4 separate regions of the Mus musculus genome follow, and regions 2, 3 and 4 are each linked to region 1. Evidence: chromatin contacts called from public HiChIP or PLAC-seq data. All regions are on one chromosome and are shown on one strand. The core of a region is the stretch at or near the end of the contact, and the rest is flanking DNA. Distances in the headings are between cores, read along the strand shown.

What was found. HiChIP or PLAC-seq counts read pairs in DNA pulled down with a chosen protein or histone mark.
Region 2: an H3K4me3 HiChIP or PLAC-seq map of bone marrow-derived macrophages shows a contact between it and region 1, with 5 times the contacts expected there. The contact joins two enhancer-like sites. A contact is called at or near these places in 2 of 115 datasets of contacts at active chromatin or transcription factors (bone marrow-derived macrophages and embryonic stem cells).
Region 3: an H3K27ac HiChIP or PLAC-seq map of embryonic stem cells shows a contact between it and region 1, with 3 times the contacts expected there. The contact joins the promoter of Sdc3 here to the enhancer-like site in region 1. A contact is called at or near these places in 1 of 39 promoter capture datasets (liver), 5 of 484 Hi-C or Micro-C datasets (embryonic stem cells and olfactory sensory neurons) and 5 of 115 datasets of contacts at active chromatin or transcription factors (embryonic hindbrain, embryonic stem cells, forebrain and 1 more).
Region 4: an H3K27ac HiChIP or PLAC-seq map of embryonic stem cells shows a contact between it and region 1, with 3 times the contacts expected there. The contact joins the promoter of Matn1 here to the enhancer-like site in region 1. A contact is called at or near these places in 3 of 39 promoter capture datasets (embryonic stem cells, hippocampal neurons and stem cell-derived epiblast-like cells), 1 of 484 Hi-C or Micro-C datasets (cerebellum) and 1 of 115 datasets of contacts at active chromatin or transcription factors (embryonic stem cells).

What each region holds. Positions count from the first base shown.
Region 1 is chr4:130,518,366-130,523,846 of GRCm38.p6, forward strand. No RefSeq gene overlaps it. Among named protein-coding and RNA genes, the nearest start is that of Nkain1, 53 kb to the right of the region's middle. Within about 2 kb of position 2,011, at least 295 of the 459 cell types and tissues checked have an H3K27ac peak or open chromatin away from gene starts, as enhancers often do. A contact at or near this core is called in bone marrow-derived macrophages, cerebellum, embryonic stem cells and 2 more, where this site is marked.
Region 2 is chr4:130,875,491-130,880,243 of GRCm38.p6, forward strand. No RefSeq gene overlaps it. Among named protein-coding and RNA genes, the nearest start is that of Gm35294, 6.8 kb to the left of the region's middle. Within about 2 kb of position 3,236, at least 59 of the 459 cell types and tissues checked have an H3K27ac peak or open chromatin away from gene starts, as enhancers often do. A contact at or near this core is called in bone marrow-derived macrophages, where this site is marked.
Region 3 is chr4:130,789,388-130,794,472 of GRCm38.p6, forward strand. Sdc3 (syndecan 3) reads left to right here and starts at 3,150. Exons shown (of 5, transcript NM_011520.3): 1 at 3,150-3,415. The coding sequence starts at 3,284.
Region 4 is chr4:130,942,578-130,947,919 of GRCm38.p6, forward strand. It overlaps Matn1 (matrilin 1, cartilage matrix protein), which reads left to right and starts at 1,808. Exons shown (of 8, transcript NM_010769.2): 1 at 1,808-1,952; 2 at 3,252-3,598. The coding sequence starts at 1,847.

The sequences.
Region 1 (5,481 bases), core at 761-3,260:
TTTGAACTACATGCATGGTGAGTTCCAGGACAGTGAGGGTTAGAAACTCTGTCTCAATGTAAATGAGCTAAATACCTAATAAAAAATGGAAAAAAAAAAAAGAAACTCTGTCTCAAAACATGTAAAAATAAAATAAAATAAAATAAAATAAAAATCACCTTCCCTATGGTGACAGTTATTGGAGGAGTAGCTGGGGATGGAGGTGCACAGTCACTGGAAAGGGACCCCAAAGCTCCATTTTATTTATGTGGATGGGTGTTTATGTGTGTGTACAACATACGCAGAGTGCCCAGAAGGCCAGAAGAGTATATCAGATCCCCTGGAACTAGAACTAAAGACAGTGGCATGAACCACCATGTGGGCAGCTGAGAATCAAACTGCAGTCCTCTGGAAGAGCAGCCAGTGCTCTTATCCACTGAACATCTCTCCAGCCCCCAGTAATTTATTTATTTACTCTAATTTGGGGGACATTTTTCCTGTTTTTTTTTTTTTTTTTTTTTTTTTCGAGACAGGGTTTCTCTGTATAGCCCTGGCTGTCCTGGAACTCACTTTGTAGACCAGGCTGGCCTCAAACTCAGAAATCCGCCTGCCTCTGCCTACCCAGTGCTGGGATTAAAGGCGTGCACCACCACGCCCGGCTTCCTGTATTTTTATAAGGGCACGAATTATAGGAAGTTTCACTTGTAAAAATTTATAAAACTCATGATATATTTTATACATGTACACTGAGATATCACTGCACCCCACAAACAGGCATGGACAATGCATTAATTAAACTTTAAAAACAGGAATAGGGGCTGGAGAGATGGCTCAGCCTAGTAAGAGCACTGACTGATCTTCCAGAGGTCCTGAGTTCAATTCCCAGCAACCACATGGTGGCTCACAAACATCTGTAATGGGATCTGATGCCCTCTTCTGGTGTGTCTGAAGACAGCTACAGTGTACTCACATGCATAAAATAAATTAAAAAAAAAAAAAGGAACACTTACTGCTCTTGCAGAAGACCAGGGTTTGATTTTCAGCATCCACATAGTAGTTCACAAGTGTCTGTAACTTATTTTAGGGAACCTGACACCGCTTCTGGCTTCCTCCCCACCCCTGATAGAGAATGCACAAAGTGAAGAAAAACGGGGCTAGGATGTACCTCAGTGATGGGAGTCCTTACCCCAATCCATAAATCCATAAGGTATGAACCCCAACACCTCAGACATTAGAAATAAAAATGAGAAACTAAGTTACAAAGTTCCCCGGGAGGGGAAAACTCACGGAATCGTGTTCTGAGCCTGTAACATGAGTACTGGGAACCGAACTAGGCTTCTTCGCCAGAGCAGCAAGTGCTTTTAATCGCAGAGCCTTTTTTTCCCATCCAATTATGGCTCGATTGTTAAAACAGTAATTGGAAAAATCCCTTAAGGGATTATTTCAGAAGCAAACCTGAAGGTAAGGGTGTGGCTGTGTCTGAGAAATCAAAGACAGGAGGTGAGACAAGGACCGGACATAAATTGGGCAGTGAGAGAAGAAAGAGGTGGACTGAGGGACATGGTGGGGGCGTGGGGCGGGAGTTCGCTTTTTCTATGGAGATCATGTGAAGGCAGGAGCCGGCAGCCAGCACACTGGGTACCCTTCCGATCCGTACCGGGACAGAATTCTCTGCTCCCACCTGCAGCAAGAAGCAGGTGGCCCAGGCCAGGGGTCACAAGGCGATCAGTTTCCTTGCTGCATAATCCGGACTCCACAGGTAGGAGGGCTGGGCATTCTAGTGAATGTTGTCGGGAACAAAGGAAGGCCTGGCCCAGCGCCCTCACACACCTCTTACACCGAGCATGCCCGGGCGTCCCGGAACCAGCGAGAACTGGACTTCAGACCCGCCAAGCTGAAAGAAATCCTCATTTCCCCGAAAAGGAGCCGCTCCCAGTGGGAACAAAGAAGAAGCGGGGTGGGGTCTAGGTGGGGCTGAGCCAGGAGGAGCTGGAGAAGCACAGGGGGCGGGTCTAGGAGGAGCCGGTCGTGGGCGGGTCCAAAAGGCGGAGCCTAGCGAGCTAGCGAGTGCATTGGATAGTGGGGGCAGGGGCCCGTCTAGGGGCGTGGCGATGAGCAACGGATGGGCGGGGCCTATCTAGGGGCGGAACCGAGGTAGATGAGGCAGGTTTGCTTCTTTTCTAGAAGAGGAGCTAGGGTGGGGCCCCAAGAGAGGTTGAGAGAGGTTTTTGGAAGGTGGTGTTCTGTCTCAGAAGGCAGAGATGGGCGGGAGTTTTAGACCTCTGCCCTAAGGAGGCATGGACTTGGAGGGAAGAAAATTGGCGGGATGGGCAAAACCAAGGCTGGGAGCGGCAAGGTCCTCTAAGTGGGGGAAGGGCGGGAGGGAAGACCGAGCAAGCAGATGGCCTGGAGGAGTCTGGTAGCAAGCTCCGCAGCAGCCCTGCTGCCCTGCAGGCCGCACTAGGGTCCTGGGTGCCATGTAGTGTGTTTTCTTTTTTAAGAGTTGCCGCGGTCATGGTGAATCTTCACAGCAATGAAACATTTAACAGGACACTTTGTGAAGCAACTGCTATGTATACTTCCCCTCCTATAGAAAGGAAAAGAAAGCCAGGCAAATGAGTCCTAGAGTATTCAAGGTCTCATGTAGAACTATATCCTTTAAAATCTATTTTATTATTTTTAATTTTTAAGTATGTCTCTATTTGTGGGCTATGTAAGTGAGTTGAAGTGTCCACAGAGGTCAGAATCATTGGGTCTTCTGGAGCTGGAGTTACAGGCAGCTCTAACAGTGATTTGCCTGATGTGGTTCTGGGTACCAAAATCGGATCCTCTGCAAGAGCAGCCAGTGTGCTCTCAACCCGGGAGCTATCTCTCCAGCCCCGAAACTGTGTACATATGAAAATATAACAGGATTTATCCTCCCAAGAACTTTACCACCCACATCATTATGCCTGGGTTTCTTTTCCTTTCTCTACGAGGGGAAATATACATAGCAGTTGCTTCACAAAGTGTCTTGGTTAAGGTTTCATTGCTGGGAAGATTTACCATGACCACGGAATGGCATCTCTCATAAAAGGAAACCTTTACTTGTGGCTGGCTTACAGCTTAGAGGTTTAGTCCATTATTGTCATGGTGAGAAGCATGGCAGTGTGCAGGCAGACATGCTGCTGGAGGAGCCAAGCAGCAGGAGACTGTGCCCCACTGGCATACACTGAGCCTATATGACCATCTCCACAGTGACACATGCATCCTCTAACAAGGCCATACCTCCTAAGGGTGCCACTCCCTATGGCTGAGTACTCAAACACATCAATATTCTGCAGTCTGTGAAGGTCATTCCTATTCAAACCACCCTACAGGGTCACTGCGGAAGACCGAAGGACATTAGCTTGGCACTCTGAGAGTACGTGGTAACTTTTTCCCCCTTTTCTCCGTAGCAGCCCCGGCTGTCCTGAAAATTGCTCTGTAGTTGAGGCTGGCCTCGTACTCACAGAGATCTGCCTGTCTCTGCCTCTTGCCTCCCGAGTGCTCCCCACTACCTGACTCTTGACTTCTGGCAGCAGTTCTTTTCACAGCTAGGTCCCAGGGCCACTGTGGGCCTGCTCTCCGTGAATAGCACATGAAGACAGACAAAGATGTATGTAGGGTATTACATAGGATGAAGATCCCAAGTCAACAGTACCTGGGCAGGTAGGAAACGCTGCTGGGTCTCAACTGAGTATGAAATGCAGCCAGCACTTAAGGCAGGACCAGCAGGGAATCAGAAACACAGGCCCAGGCCACAGAGACAGTTTGCAATGGAACAATTGCAAAGCTTGTTGGTTCTGGCTTTGGGGACTAATGTTCCTTCTCTCTGTCTCACAGCTATGTCTCTGAGGAGTTCATGTGGTGACATGGCCATATCAGCACAGCTTTGTACAGTCCAACCAGGATTTATCCAGGGCCTAAGATCCCCAACCAAACCGTTCTTTACTTTTTATCTTCTTTTGTTTGATTGGTTGTTTTTTTGTTATTGTTTTATCAGGACAGGATTCCACTGTTTAGCCCTGGCTGTCCTGGAACTCACTGTGTAGACCAGGCTGCCCTTGAACTCACAGAGATCCCCTTATCTCTGCCTTCCGAGTGCTGGGATTAAAGGAATGTACCATGGCGCCCACTCCCAGTTTTCAGTATATATGCACATTTTTTTTTGGTTAAAAAAGATGTATTTACTCTCTTATGCATGAATGCTCTGCTTACATGCATATCTGCACCATGTGTGTTCCTGGTGCCCAAGGAGGTCAGAAGAGGGCACTGGATCCCCTGAAACTATGAGCAGCCATGTGTATGCTGGGAACCTAACTCAAGTCCTCTGCAAGACCAGCAAGTGCTCTTAACTGCTGAGCCATTGCTTCAGCCCAGATTTTTAGCATTTTTGAAGGCTGGATAACTCTCAATGATTGGGAAGACATTGCCTAAGAATTTGGAGCTGTGATGACACATGCTTATGGTCCAGGTTCAATGCTTAGACCCAGGAGTTCAAGAGAGCCTGAACAGGACAGCAAACCCTGCCAAAGGAAGGAAGGGAAGGAGGGAGAGGAAAAAAAGGAAGGAAAGAAGCAAGCAAGCAAGCAAGCAAGCAAGCAGAGAACTGGGTATAGGGGCCCACATCTTTACTTTCACCACTTGGGAAGCTGGGACAGAAGGATTCCATCTAATTCAGGGCTTAGGTGGAGGGGCTGAGAGGCTGGAATGCAGCTCCGTCAGCACAAGTCCCTGGCTTCAGTTTCCAGCACTGCATAAGGTGAGTGAGGTAGCCCAAGAGTGTAATCGCAGCACTTATGAGATAGAAGGAGGAGGATTAGAAGTTCGAGACCAGCCTAGGCTACATGATACCAAGAGACCCTGTGTCTGGGGTGTGGGGAGGTAGATCAGTGAAATGGTTCAGCCAATGAAAGTGCTTGCTTCAAAAAACACTGGTCTCCATTATGGAAGAAGAAACACACTGCCAAACGTCTTCTGGTCATGAGTGGTGATAAACCCCTCTAATCCAAGCCCATGAGAGGCAGAGGCAGGTGAATCTCTGAGTTCCGAGACAACCAGGGCTACACATCTGCCTCAAAAAATTAAAAGTTATCTTCTGTCCTCCATAGGCACACCATGGTAGACATGCAATTACTCCTACCCAGTACACACAAAATAGATAAATAAAATGTAAGAAAAATGTTTAAAAATGGAATGTGGGCAATGGGCAGTAAGTTAACAATTTATAATCTTTCCTCGCCTCAATTATATTTTGTTTTTTTTGTTTTGTTTTTTTGAGACAGGGTTTCTCTGTATAGCCCTGGCTGTCCTGGAACTCACTTTGTAGACCAGGCTGGCCTCAAACTCAGAAATCCGCCTGCCTCTGCCTTCCGAGTGCTGGGACTAAAGGCGTGCGCCACCATCACCCGGCTATTTTGTATTTTTTGATATGGGGTTTTTCTATGTAGCTCTGGCTGTCTTGGAACTCTCTGTCAGTGG
Region 2 (4,753 bases), core at 1,986-4,485, 360 kb after region 1:
AGGAAGGGAATGAGGGAGGAGGAGCAGAGGAGAGGAGAGGAGAGGAGAGGAGAGGAGAGGAGAAGAGAGGAGAGGAGAGGAGAGGAGAGGAGAGGAGAGGAGGAGGAGGAGGAGGAGGAGGAGGAGGAGAGGAGAGGAGAGGAGAGGAGGAGGAGGAGGAGGAGAGGAGAGGAGAGGAGGGGAGAGGAGGAGGAGAGGAGAGGAGGAGGAGGAGAGGAGAGGAGGAGAAGAGGAGAGGAGAGGAGAGGAGAGGAGGAGGAGAGGAGAGGAGAGGAGAGAGGAGAGGAGAGGAGAGAGGAGAGGAGAGGGAGAATATCTGGCTTATGTGTGGGGTCAGCAGACAGCTCACAGGACTCGGTTCTCTTCTTCCACCCTGTAGGCTCAGGGCTCAGGAATCAAACTCAGGTATGTCAGGCTTGGCAGCAAGCACCGTTACCTCCTGAGCCATTTTGCCAGCTCTTCTGGTTGGGGTGTGTGTGTCAAAGATGAGGCTGAGGGGTGAGGTCGGACTCTGGATCGGTACTGAGCTCCACTCCCAACACTAACTGTCAAGTTCATCTCCCCAGGGAACTTGCGTCAGGCTGATACGCTTTATTTAATAGCCCACAAAATCACTCTGTCTCAGGGCTCAGGGCCACTGGGCTGTCCCTGCCATGGTCTTTCAGATCCTGTATAATACCTGGGCTCTCAGACAGCTCAGCTCTGAAGAGTGGCCTTGGCTGCCGAGGGCATGGGGGAGGGGCGCGACTTCTCAGAAATCCAATAAGTCAAGTGACTCAGTGTGTGGACATCCCCTCCCCACCCCAGCCTCACTCTAGTCCCAGCTGACCGACCGACTCACCGTGGTGGTCACAGTCACCTCCACCACTGCCCTGCCTCAGCCCCTCTTCCTGGGGACAGAAGTGTTTGCAATTAATTCCTCTCTGCTCCCTCCTTCATCCTGGCTCCCACCTCAGACACAGCCTCTTCAGTCTCCACCTCTGGTCCACCCACTGCACAGCTTCTCGAGACTCTGCCCCAGCCCCCGTCTTTCTAAACTTTGCCCACACAGTGTTTTCTCACAGGCAGATTGGATTCTGTCCCTCTTCTGCCCATGGCTTCACAATAGTAAGACTTGCCTTCCCATCTGTGCGTCCTCAAACTGACGCAGACACAGCCCAGGGCATCATCGAGTGTGCCCAGAGGCCCCTGAGGTTCTGAACTTCTTTGCCACTGCCCGGAGTGACTCCCACCTCTAATCTCATGTCTCCTCCCATTTAGTCTCCCCTTGGCACCATTTCTGGGAATTTCCCCGATTCCCATGGGTTGATGGTCCTTCCCCGAATCAGCAAGAGTCTCCTTGGGTGACAGTTACCTAAATAACTGTCTCTTCTTCGCATCTTCCTTGAGAACCTATAATGATACCCAGATGGGCTCTGTTCTGTGCTGGGTGCTGCCACCGGCTTTACCTGCTTGATCTCCACTTTCCATACAATCCCTGATCCCATTTACGTGATGAACAGGAGTGCAGACAGGCTTGGTCCAGCAGGCTAGCAGTCTGGAAGTCTCCTAAATGGATGGATGAGCAGGAGAATAAACGAATACATGAGAGATCTCCCTTGGCTAAATCACAGCCTTAGGAGATTGACAGGAGAGAAACCTATAGTTGATCTGTGACCCCAGCACTATTATCCCACTTTACAGATGTTAAGACTGAGGTTTGACTCTATGAAGCCCAGAGAAAGGTGGTGGCAAGGAGAGGGTTTCTGTTAGTCACGGCTTGTATTAAGACAAAGATCTGAGGATAAGTTATTTCTGGGGAGAGGAGGAATCCCTTTTATTCAGCAAAGCTGCCTTCTGGTGCCTGGGGCTGTGGCCTTGACTCTGTTGGGAGCCTGTCAGGTCAGCAGCTTTTGCGGGTGAACCTAGCTGAGGTTCAGCCCAGAGAGCCTCTTCAGAACATACTAAATTGGTGGTCCTTACCCTTCCCAATGCTGCTGCCCTTTAAAACAGTTCTTCCTGTTGTGGACCCCCAACCATAAAATTATTTCATTGCTCCTCCATGACTGTAATCTTGCTAGTGTTATGAATAGTAATGTACACATGGCTGGAATCTCAGCCTTTGCAAATGTGTGCTTCTGGGTTTGAATTCTGCTTTGCGGCCTGATGGCTGAGTGGCACTGGGCAACAGTTTAATTTCTTAGGACCTCCTGCAAGTGGGAACAGGGGGCTTCTTAGCAGGTCTGTGGGAGGTCTCTCTCTCTCTGTCTCTCTGTCTCTCTGTCTGTCTGTCTCTCTCTCTGTTACACACACACACACACACACACACACACACACACACACACGAGTGCCTTACCAGCATTCACTTATGGGACTTGGGTTAGGTTAAGAATTAGGCCAGAACACTTCCAGCCAAGCACCAGGACTTTGCCACATTTCTCCACTTCTTGGGGTCACCCAGAGACTCATAGGTGGGGCCTGGTGCATAGCTAAATGAAGGGGGAAGGCGACTGGATTTGGAACCCTGCTGCACCTACCCATACATAGCCTGCAACCTTGGGCCCCCTTAAAATCCTAGTTTCCCCTTCTGTACTTTGGGTAATACCACCAAGCCCAACAGACCTAAAAGAGTCAAGTCAGATCATGAGGTGGCCGGTCCTTAGACTCAACGAGTGCTGTATATTTTTCAAATTGCACTGAGCTTGCTGGCTAAGCCTATTTTTCCAACTACTAGGGTGGCCAAGCTGGGATGATCCTAAGTTCAAAGCTTGCCTGAGCTTTAAGTAAGACCCTGTCTCAAAATAAAACAATGTAAAAAAGGGAGGCCTGAGGCTATAACTCAGTGTTAGAATGCTTGCCTGGCCATTAAAAAAAAAAAATTGTCTTCTCCCGGGATGTCTGCATTGAATTATTTGTTTCTGAACGGTGTGGGTGGCTGGTAGCTGGGTTTCTCTACCCATCAGTCACTCATCCACCCAGGCATTTCTCCCCGTAGAGGAGCAGGCTGGCATCGAAAAGGCATGGAGTTCTGGGTAAGGCAGCTAGTGAAGAATGTGCAGGAGAGGCCCGACCAGAAGTGAGCCGGTTCGCTCCGTTTGCAGCCTGACAGGGCTCCAGTGTATGCGAAGGTGTAGAAGCCTGCTCTGTGCGTGGCGCGAGGGGCGGGGGGGCGGGGAGCTGTGTCTTAATGGGAGGCTGCTGGAGGAAGGGTTGTTTCCAGCCGCCTCCTGAACCCACTGCTGGCTCTCTGGCAAATGAAACATGCCCGCCCCCTGCTGGACATCAGGCTAACCTCACGTTTGTATTCAAAGACGGCAAGGGAAATGACATATCCGGAAAGGTGGATTTAACAATGGCTCTAGGAAGCTCTGTGTGGGTCTGGGGACTTGTACAGGGCAGGAATTTGCAGCTGTGACTCCGTGACTGAGCCCTGGCAGTGCCTGGGGAGGGGGAACCTCTCCTCTGGGAGAATCCTGGCAGCTAGCCCCAGCTTGCAGGAGGCAGGGTCGGATAGGAGGCTGTAGAGAGCAGAGGGGGTTTCAAATTCCCAGCCCCTTGCCTCATCTGGCAGGCTTGGTTCTGGGATTTCCTGTTTTGTCCCAGATCAGCCCCAGGGGGTAACATGATAGCCATGAAAAAGAACTCAAAAATATATTCACTAGTCTCTCTCTGTGTGTGTGTGTGTATGTATGTGTATAGTGCATGTGTCCATGTGTGTGTGTGTCTGTGTCTTGACATCCATCAGCAGCTGCCCTGGGCTGGTGACATCACTTAGCTAACACTTTGTTGTTCCTTTAAAGCAGTGACCCTGCCCCCACATCCCCAGATTGCCACTGTGAACTTGTTCTGCCTTCCCCAGCATCAGGTTGTGGTAGAGGTGGAGTGGGGCCACAAAACGCAGGTCAATGGTTGGAAGGAGAGGTGGGTGGACTCAGACAGAGTTCCCTAAGGCTGGAGCAGGACAGTGGAAAAGCTGTTTGGTGAGGGGCAGGTTACCTGAGCCTTTAGCTAAGGGGGGTGGCACCCCTCAGTGTCCCGAGGACCCTGGTAGGCCACAGCTGTGTGATGCTGGGCACTTGTGGCTCTTGTCAGTCTGACCTCCTCTTTCCCTCTGTCTTTCTTCCTGGCTGAGCTACAGTGCACAGGCATGTGCATGTGCACATGTGTGCATAGGCACCCAGCTCCACGTGCTCTGCATGTTCATGCCTGCAAGCTAGAAGCCAGGATTGCTAGAGACAGGGACCCGGTTGGCTTGACTCTCCCAGAAAGGGGTTTATCAGCACTGGAAATTGACATGGGGGCTTTGCTCTTCTTGTATCCTCTTCTCGCTCTGGCCATGCTGGCCTTAGGTGGCCTTCCATGTTCAAAAGTCACCAGACTTCTCCCTGTGGTGGAGGCTCCTTCCTGTGATCGTGCCTTCTCTGCTTGGAATATCTCATCCAGGTGCTGATAGGTGGGAACCTGCTGTGTGATGTCATCTTCCAGGGGCTCCTCCCCTGGTTACTTCCACTAATGCCTCCAGGTCCTGGCTAACTCGCCGATGTAGCCCTCTTCCTGGGCCTGCTCCTTTTAGAATCCTACCTCTCTCTCAGACTAAGCTCTGGAGTGGAGACTTCATCTCTTGTATTCCCTACTGTGCCTCTGGGACTACAACAGTAGTTGTAGTGCACACAATAGGCTGTCAATAGCTATGTGTAGGCTTGGCAGAGGCTTCTGCTATGGGACAGTTTGAGGTTAGACCATTCTAACTTGAACTTGGGTTGGAATCCCAAAT
Region 3 (5,085 bases), core at 1,900-4,399, 270 kb after region 1:
CTTCCTTCCTTCCTTCCTTCCTTATTTCTTTTTTATTTTTTTGAGACAAGGTTTCTCTGTGTAGCCTTACCTGTCCTGGAACTCACTCTGTAGACCAGGCAGACCTTAATAAATCAGGAGTATGTCTGCCACTGCCTCTGTCTTTTGACTAGCCAGGATTAAAGTCATGTCACTACCACCTGACTTAAATATTTTATTTATTTATTTATTTATTTATCTATTTATTTCTATGTGTAAGAGTGTTATGCCTGCCTGTATGTTTGTGCACAGCATTTGTGCCTAAGGAGGCCAGAAGAGGGCATCTGACCCACAGGGACTGGAGTTACAGGCAGTTGTGAGTTGCCTTGTGGGTGCTGGGAATTGAACCCAGGCCTTCTAGAAGAGCAGCCAGTGCTCTTAATCACTGAGCCATCTCTCTACCTCCAGCCTGCTTTCTTATACATCTGCAAAGGGATCACACCATTCACAGTGGACTGGGCTCTTCCACATTCTCAATCATTAATCAAGTAAATTCCCCCATCTGTCTATGGGCTAAGCTGATGGAAGCATTTTCTCAACTGAAGTTCCTTCTTCCCGGGTGACTCCAGCGTGTGTCATCTTAACAGCTGCCCAGTTCTTCAGCTCTGAAAAATGGGTTGGTGTCCTGTCAGAGAGAAGGGTGGAGGACAGGCGGCCTGGCTAGAGCCCTGCAGTTGTCCACTGAAAATCTGGACTTTCCCAGTTCCAGGAAAGACAGAAGGACTGGGGTGGGCGTGGTCGGGACTGTTTCTGCCTTTGGAGTCAAGAAGTCTTTGCCCGGTGACCTGCGGCTGGATGAAGGCAGTTTCTGGAGTCTGTTTGGATGAGGGTAGCACAGGGAAGGAGACATTCGTGTTCTGGGGATGTGATAAGGACACACACGGTGGTATAGGCAGGGTGACCTGTGATGTTCCAGGGACTAAATGTGCATCTCAACCCAGTCTGTGACTATACCTATAACAAGCAGCAGGTGGCGCTCCTAGCCCAAGATTCCCCACAAGGCTTCCTGCCGGGATCTCAGTAAAGGGGGTTTGCAGAATGAGGAAGGCAAGGCTGGGCCATGCTCCCTGGCAACCTGGTAGGCTCCTTTGAGCAACACTGTCAGCCTTGCTTGCCTCCCAGCATGGGCAGCTCAGTACTTTGCCCATCAGTCAGATCCAGCTGCCCCAAGGTTTTCTTTGCACCAAGTTGACATGCCACTCCTTGGGTCTCCTTCTTGATTCCAGCTAAACCTTTTTGTTTGTTTGTTTGTTTGTTTGTTTTTTTTTTTTTTTTTCAAGACGGGTTTCTCGGTATATCCCTAGCTGTCCTGAAATTCACTTTGTACACCAGACTGGCCTTGAACTCAGAAATCTGCCTGCCTCTGCCTCCCAAGTGGTGGGATTAAAGGCGTGCACCACCACCGCCCGGCCCAGCTAAACCTTTGAGAGCACCTCAGAACCAGTCCCAACCACATTGATTGAACTCCCAGTACACGAAAAGGAAGAGCTCACAAAAGCTTCCCAGCCTGTCCCCTGACCTGGTACACACAAGGCATTCAATATGTTTGTTGAATGAATAAGTGAAGCCCATATGGTCTTCATTTCCATCAGACATTGGGGAATAGGCTCAGAGAGGTGAAGTTGTACAAACAAGTACCAGAGCCCATGGTTGTCAGAACCAGGATTTGAACCCAAGCACTTGCTTAACCCAAAGCTAGAGTCCCTCAGCTCCTGGCTATGCTAGTGATAAAGCCAGTTCCTGATTCCTAGGCAGGTCAATCTTTTCATGTTGTATTCTTCAAGGCATCTTAGCTTCAAATGCCAAAACGCATCGAATGGGATTGATTTAAAAGACTCTTTGTGAGGGCCTGGGGATGTAGCTCAGTTGGTGGAGCACATGCCCTTCTGCACAAAGCTCTGGGTTCGGTTCTTAGCACAGCACAAATTGGATGTGATGGAGGTAGTAGGAATAGATGTTCAAGGTCATACTCAGCTACATCACAAGTTCAAGGTCAGCCTGAAAGTCCATCTTCCTTAAAAAAAAAGTGTCAACATTTATTTTTATCATTTTTAAAGGATTTATTTTTATTATTCGTGTGTATGTGTGCACACGCGGGCATGCGTGTCACACCTCTGCACATTAATGCAGGTGTCCTTGGAGGCTAAAGGTATTAGATCCTCTGAAGCTGGAGTCACAGGGCGTTGTGTCTAGCCTGGTGTGGGTACCGGGAACTAGTCACTTACATCTTTAAGTAGTATGCTGTATCTCTCACCAGCTCTCCCTCCCCTCTTATATTTGAAAATACAGAGACTCAGTATGTAGCCCAGGCTTTGAGATCCCTCTGCCTCAGCCTCCTAAGTCATGAGTACTGGGGTTACAGGCAGCTACTACTCAGGCTTGGCTCGTTCTCAGCGATCTGTAAGCCACAGAGTGGACGCCCCCCCCCCCCCAGGATGTCTACCGAGGTTAGCTAGGCAAGCCTTGCATACCTGTGATGCCCCAGCCTCTCACTCCCTCTGGGGAACCCATCTCACACTCTGCCTTATATGGTGCGGAGCTTCATGCTCTGGGTTTCTTTCCAAGGACACATGGCCATCAAATGGATAGTGCCGATTGCAGGGACATCAAAGGGTGTCCTGCTCAGCTCACATGCCAACTAACCAACGCCTACCCTTACCAGCCTCCCCGGAGACCCCTTAGTGCAACTGAGCCCCTGTGAATGGGAAACTGGAGACTTCACCAGCGTGTGAGCAGCAGACGCGTGCTGGTGTTCGCCATGCGTGCCTGTAGCTGACCCAAGCCCCTGCTTCCTGAACTCAGGGTGGCTAGGGGCCTGTGTCTCTCAGACAAACAGGCCAAGGAGAAGCTCAGGAGGACCAGGGGGAACCCCGAGTCGGGGTCCTCTGACACCACCCTACTGGGAGCAGAGAGACCCGGGGTGCTGTCTGGAAGAGCAGGTTCTCCCGCGGCTCGCACACGGCGTGCTTCGCGGATCCACAGTAGGGGGGCAGACGTCAACGCCCCTCGCCCCCCCCCCCCTGCGCGGGGGGAAACTGAGGCCGGGGGCGGTGTCGCGTGCCGGTGTCGCCGCGGCCCCGCCCTCCTGCTCGCCCCGCCTGCGCGGGGGGCGGCGGCGGTGGCGGCGGCGGCGGCGACGCTTCCTGCGGGCGCGGCCGCTGTGGGCGCGGAGCCGCGAGCGAGCGAACGAACGAGCGAGGCGGAGCCGGCGGCCGAGGAGCCGAGCGCAGGTCCCGCGCAGCCCGCGCCGCGAACAAAGGCCGCCATGAAGCCCGGGCCGCCGCGCCGCGGGACCGCACAGGGGCAGCGCGTGGACACCGCCACCCATGCGCCCGGGGCCCGCGGGCTGTTGCTGCCACCGCTGCTGCTGCTGCTGCTGGCCGGCCGCGCCGCGGGGGTGAGTGATGGGCCCCAAGAGGGTCCCCAGCGTGTACCCCGCGTGTCTTTGCGTGTCCCCTCGTCGCGCGTGCCGCGCTGGGTGTGTCCCGGTCTCATGGGGTCCCCTCCCCGCCGGGAAGCGTGTGCGTCCGGTATCCGCTGGGGTCGCCTTCTCCCCACCCCCACTCCATCCCAAGCTGCCTGCAGGGCCTTGGGGGCATTGGAGGAGGAGGGGGTGGGTCGATGAAGGTGACCCGCGAGGGTGAATGAGGGTGACCCTGTGTGTGTGTGTCTGCTTCTAAGAAGGGTGCGTGGGCACCTGTGGGTGTGGGCACGGGAGAGGCTCTGTCCATATGGCTGGATGGCATCCGCATCCCGCTCCACACTAGGGTGACCCATTCTGCACGCTGTGTTCCACCATGGCCAAGGCTGTGTGACTGTGGGTGAGGGGGTGTGTGCTTTGACCCATGGACCTGTGTGAAAGCACACGTATGTGTGTGCAGGTGTGTAGCGATGGTGGACCTGGCTCAGCTCCCACCCCAGAAGACATGGGTGTGTGTGCCATCAGAGGTGGGTACCAGGTGACCCCTGACTGTCCCTTTGAGAAACCGAAGTAGCTAAGGGATTGAACTTGGTTCTGGTTTCACTAGCAGAACGGGAGGAAGAGGGTCGGTCCTGCAGGTGGATGAGCCGGGTCCCTGCTCTGAGGAACCCAGCTCCCAAGTGAGTTCTGAGTTGACAGGTGTCTAAATGTGGGCTGAGTGAGCTGGGGAGTTCTAGGTCCTACCCCCATGTGGCTGACTCCAGGAGCAATGGCTGTCCCTACCCACTCAGATGACCACCAGAGCCCAGGCTGGCCGGCACGCCCCTTCTCTCCTAAGCAAGGTGGCCAGATTGTAGGGAGGCAGGCAAGACTCTGAGCTGCCCTGACAACTGTTAGCTTTGGGGAGGGGACCCCAAGATAGTACCTGGTGGTCGGTTCATGCCTTGCCCTTTTTTTCTTTTCTTTTCTTTTCTTTTCTTTTCTTTTCTTTTCTTCTTCTTCTCTCTCTCTCTCTTCTTCTTCTTCTTCTTCTTCTTCTTCTTCTTCTTCTTCTTCTTCTTCTTCTTCTTCTTCTCCTTCTTCTTCTTCTTCTTCTTCTTCTTCTTCTTCTTCTTCTTCTTCTTCTTCTTCTTCTTCTTCTTCTTCTTCTTCTTCTTCTTCTTCTTCTTCTTTTTCCTTTTTTTCCTGATGGGGTGAGGGGAGAGGTTCCTGAGCAAAAGGCAGCACTACCCACACTGGCAGTGGGAACTGCTTTTCAGCAGCATTATAGAAAATTACCCTTGACATCAAAGATCTGGTTTCAAAGTCCAGTGAAGACCACCACCCAATCACAGTGAGGTCTTGAGCCAGCCTGGCCACTCCTCTGAGTCCCAGCTTTCCTCTCTGCAAAGACGGACTAAGGGTGCCCTCCGGGGAGGCAGAGTGGACACAGAGGCACCTTTGAAGGCATTTTGGTGTTGAGTACAAAGGGCTCAGGACAAATGGCTTCACTGGAGCTACTGTCCCTAGGAAGGAATAATACACATTCTACCCGTAGTGAAAGGATTCAGGGAGATTTTTGAGGACTCAGCACATAGTAGGGCTTCAACCAGGTAGGTGTGAGGGCAAAGTGGAGCTGGCATGATTGAGACTGATGCTGAGTGGCA
Region 4 (5,342 bases), core at 558-3,057, 420 kb after region 1:
ACATTTTTAAAACACAAGTATTTCTTTTTCTGTCCTTAATGTATAAGCTGAACTTCCAGGTGCCCCCAGCTGTCGGCCCCACGGTGGAATGTGAAAGACGTCTCTCTCTCTCTGCAGCCCGCTTCGTTCCTGAAAGCCTACCTGTGGCATATTTTGGGACTCTGCTAACGAGGAGAGAAAGACACAGAGAAGGCGCCTGTGTTGCTCCGGGGGACACAGACCAGTCATTCAGAAGGGAGCTGAAAGGGCGGTTTCACGGGTACAGCTGGGTCCAGCAACGGGGCTCTGTCCCTTGAGCCACAGAACGGGCACTGGCTCAAGCTCTCCCTGTCTGCCCTGCCAAGGGCCACACACCAGAACATACACCTCTCACCGTGGCCATCGTCACTGCCACCATTGCTGCCCTTCATGTGACCTAGATGGGACCCCATTCATTACTACCTTCTGTTAACTTCTGCATTTGCTTGGCACTGTCCTTGGGCCTCAGGGCCAGGAAGGGGACCGAGATAGAAGAGACCTCCAGGCCAGAATGGCAAAAACAGCTATGTAGCACAATTTGGGAGAAAGGATATTTGCTGCAATTTCTGGGACCATACAGCCACTCTGGAGAAGAGAGACCTCTGAATAGTGAAAGGAGGGGTCAGCAGCATGGAGGTTTCTTCTGGGTCTGCAGAGATGCAGAGGGCTGGGAACTGGGGACTGATGGAACCCAAATGGGAGAAGACAAAGAGAAGTTTGTCTCTAACATAGCTACAAAAGGGAAAATGCCTTGACTCTGCCCTTGAACCGGCTGTGTGACTTCAGGCTAACCTCTCTGGGCTTCCACTTTGGCATATGGAAAGTGGGCTGATTGATAGACTCCATCTCTCTGCTTGCCTCACAGGTATGTGGGGTGTGAAGGATGATGCTATGGTTGCTAAAGATATCACTGTGGACTAGATCAGCTATGCCTGAGGAGTGCACAGGGTCTTTCCTTGTAACAGTGGCAATCCCCTGCCTCATCTTCCTTCTCCGGTCTTCTTGCTGCCTCCCCATGTAATCTCACAAGACTCGCTTGCTTCGCTGTGAGGATTAACAAAGATAGTTCAGGAAATTCCTCAGGCCCTGTCCCTAGCTCTGTGAGCCAGCACTGACACCGTCTCTCCTCCCAGAAGAGGGATGAGGCACAGAGAGGCGCAGCAAGCTGCCCAAGGTCACACAGGTACATGATCTGCCTCTCATATCTGCCCCTAGTCAGTCCCTCTCCGAGCTCCCCATTCTCTCACACACTAAGCACAGCCACACTACTTGGTTGCTACCAAGATCTGGGAGAATCGTTCTGGGGTGGAGCTAGTAAAAGGAAAACACTGGATGGTCGGCTCTGCTCGTGCAAAGGCCCCGTGGTTTTTGGAGAGAATCGGTGCAGCTGGAGAAGGTGTGTGTGTGTGTGTGTGTGTGTGTGTGTGTGTGTGTGTGTGCACGTGGTTAGGAAGCATATTTAGCGAGAAACCTGGGCTTGGAATTCCGGGTGGGGAGGACTTGGGTGTGGGAAGAGGGGCAGTGCAGGGCTCAAGTATCCCTGAGCTGTAGGTCCAAGTCAGCACGGGCTCTGGCCAGAGGAGCCGCCCCCACCCACCTGAGATTTCCTGAATTCCAGCTGTGGCTCGAGTTCCTTCTGCAGGCAAAGGGGCCCTTGTGGTCAGCTGCCTCTACCCTCCCTTTCAGACACACACCTCCATTCAGACTGGCCCCGCCTTTGGGGGTTGGGGCAAGGGTGCTGTCCCCTGCCCAGTGGTTGATAAGGCAATCTCCCCCTCTGGTCCCCTCCAGTGTGCCGCTGCCGCTGTCTGTCTGAGTTGCTGCAACCATGAAGGTCACCTCTGGTCCAGCCTTTGCTCTCTGTAGCCTGCTGCTCCTGCTGCTGCTGCTGCTACAGGTCCCTGATAGCCTCAGTCTTGTCCCCCAGCCCAGAGGTAAGGGGACCATGGATGCTGGGGACATTGGATCTGTGACCCTTGACAAATGGCCTGGGGGGGCTGAGCACAGAGACAGATGGAGGCTAAATGGGAATCAGGGTTTGGAGGGTGTCGGCTCAGGGAGGGCAGTGGAGATAATGGTATTAGTGAAGGCCACCAGGACAGGTGATCCTCAGGGCCACCATGCTGCAGGGACCAGAAGCCCCCACAAGAGCCAGCCGGAGTCAGGAGCGGCACCAGGCCCAGGGCTCTGTGAGCGCAGCGCAGGAGACCAGGTGTCTGGTCAGTTTCCACAGCCCTTTCCAGGGCTGGGCTCTGGCAGCCCCGAGATGCTCAGCAACTGAGGTGGAGAAGGAGGACCTGTCTCAGTCTGTGCCATGAGATAGCCCCAGAGCCACAAGGGGTCAGGTTCAGAGTCGTGGATATGGTCAACTCTGCCTTTGGATCCCACTTCTCCATTTGGAGGCTGAGCAGGCAGGAAACATCTGTCACCGTAGATACAGAACACGTTTAAGGTCTCCCGAGAAACTCAGATGCCAGGGCTTTGAGGCACATCTTTCCTTTTCTGATCCTTTGTGCCCAACAGGGAATGGACTTGTTCCTATGTGGCATGGGCTGGGCAGGGCAGCCTGTCCCAGAGCCCAGCTCTGCTATAGGAAGGGACATCCACCCTCAGCTTAGTCTCCCTTTGTATGAATGGGAAATGAGGTTCAAAACTGTGCTACCCCCTGCCCTGGGCCACAGAGCAGCCAAGCCAGGGTCTGAGCCCAGGCCTGTCCCATCCATTGCTGGCGCCTCCCAGTCACTGGTGCTGCCTTGCTGGAGATCTGGAGGAACGTTGTTTCTAGGGTCAGGGTGTCTTGGGGCCCACTTGGCAAAACAAGGGTGACAATGTGGCATCAGGAATTTCTGCTTCTTTCCTGTCCCGGGAGGGAAGTGACTTCAAATTTGCTGATGAAGAGACAGTGGGTAGGTACCCTGATGGCCCTTAAGGAAGTGCCAGCCTTAGTTCCTCAGTGTACCCCTGGCTAACATTCTGCCAGCAAGTCAGGCTAGTCTCTACATGCCTTTGTTTGTTCTTAGAGGTTCCTGCAAAGAGGTGCAGAGAAGAAGTATGTGGTCTAAGACCAGAGGGGTCTTCCGCCTTCCTCCCCACGGGCTGAGCCGAATGCCCGAGACTATACACTGAGCTGAGACCTAAATCACTGAGACCCACCCTCGGCTGTCTGGAGCCCAAGGCAAAACTCTTCTGATATCTGCCCTTACTCTCTATCTCCCTGCACTGCCCCCTCCTAGGGCACCTCTGCCGGACACGACCCACGGACCTGGTGTTTGTTGTCGATAGCTCTCGAAGTGTGAGACCCGTGGAGTTTGAGAAGGTGAAGGTATTCCTGTCTCAGGTCATTGAGTCACTGGATGTGGGGCCCAATGCCACGAGGGTGGGCTTGGTCAACTACGCCAGCACTGTGAAACCAGAGTTCCCGCTCCGGGCCCATGGCTCCAAGGCCTCGCTGCTGCAAGCTGTGCGCCGCATCCAGCCGCTGTCCACGGGTACCATGACTGGCCTGGCTCTGCAATTCGCCATCACCAAGGCCTTGAGTGATGCTGAGGGTGGACGCGCCAGATCCCCCGACATCAGCAAGGTATGGAGCACGGGATGGTTGGAGCCTGGGATGAAGCCATAGGGTCCTCCTGGCCTCTCTGTTCAGAGCAGCTGTTTTAGGAACGAGAGAGTCATTTGCAAACATTACTCTGTAGAAGTGGCGGTGGTAGGGTTGAGATCTTCCCTCGAGCAGAGAGAGGCGGGCCAGGTGCTTATGCTAATACTGGCCACCGAGAGAAGTGCTATTCTTAAGCACAGAGCCTCAATTTCCCCACCTATGAAGTGGAGCACTGATAGCCTCTCTTGCAGCTTAGCTCAGCAGGGTGCCTGGCACCCAGCATGCACCAGTGTACTTTGCCAGCCTGTGCTTGGGAAGGCAAGATAGTCCCCTGAGTCACCACGGAGGGCTCCAGGGGCATGCTGAACAGCCAGTGTCTTTTCTCTGAGGCCATCTCAGCTCTTGTTGGCCTGGGAAGTCACCGTTTACCTGCCCCAGACCCTGGTCCAGGGGATCACCCCTTCCTTACGCCCTTCCGCACCCGACTTTCTAGCATATTGTAGACTATCGCCAGAGCCGAGAGTGCCATGTTACATATGGGGAAACCAGGGTAGAGAAATCGTCAACAACTTGCCCAAATTCTCCGTGGCAGAAATGTTCAGTGACACAGGAACCCAGCCCTGCCTAGCCACCAGAGAAGTGAGACCAGATAGATAGCTGCTGATCTGATCTGTGGGTGCTGCTCAAATGATTTAGCATGAGGTCCGGGGGTTGGAGCTGATGGCCTTGTTTGTTTAGAGGATGGAATAGCTCCAGGGGATGCTGATGAAGAGAGATGGTGATAACGCACACATCTCTAGAGCAAACTGTTTCCCCTAGATCAGACTAGTGGCCTGAGCCGGCAGGCAAGGACCGGAGTTGACAGGGAGGCTGCTGGGAGCGGGCACCTTCTGGAGTCTCAAGGTGGGGCTATAGCTCAGAGACCGCAGCGGGCTGTGTTGAGTGTGACAGCTCAGAGTCGGAGCTAGGTTTCACCCCAGGTCCCTGGAGGGAGGAATGTGCTTCTCAGGGGACGATGTGCTGTGTTCTAAAATAACAGCAGACCCCTTGGGGCTCCTGCTGGTGAGTCATTTCAATCACCCTGGCCTCACGCCTTTTCACAGAGGCAAAGAGGGTCCCAAGGCAGGAGCCCCACTTCTGGCCCAGACCTGCTCTATTTTACAGCCAGGCACCAGGGCACAGGGCATGGGCCTGTGGGAGAGGGGCAATCGGCAGTCCTTTCTTCTCTGAAAGGGGTAGGCGTCATCCTAGGTAGTAAAGGAGGACAAAAGGACATTTTCTTTCAGTTATTTGGCTCTCTGGGTTTGGGATGTTGACCCTTTTATGGGTCCAAGGCGCCCACCCTTATTTGTATGCCTCGGGTTCCCTCTGGTGGTCATTATGCAGAACTACACTTCACGGGTTTAGTTTCTTGTCTGGGCGATTTTCACCCACGCTGACCACGGGGTTCTCAGGGAGATCAGAGGCCATCGTTTCAGCAGCTCGAGGCCCCAGAAAGCTTGAGTGTGAGTAAGGCACATAGCCCTGTTTGCAGAGCTCCTGTTTGCAGAGTCTAAGGAGGTGAGACGCCAGAACCTGCCTGATGGAGAAGATCCATCTGTCTTAGTCAGGGTTTCTATTCCTGCACAGACATCATGACCAAGAAACAAGTTGGGGAGGAAAGGGTTTATTCGGCTTACACTTCCATGCTGCTGTTCATCACCAAAGGAAGTCAGGACTGGAACTC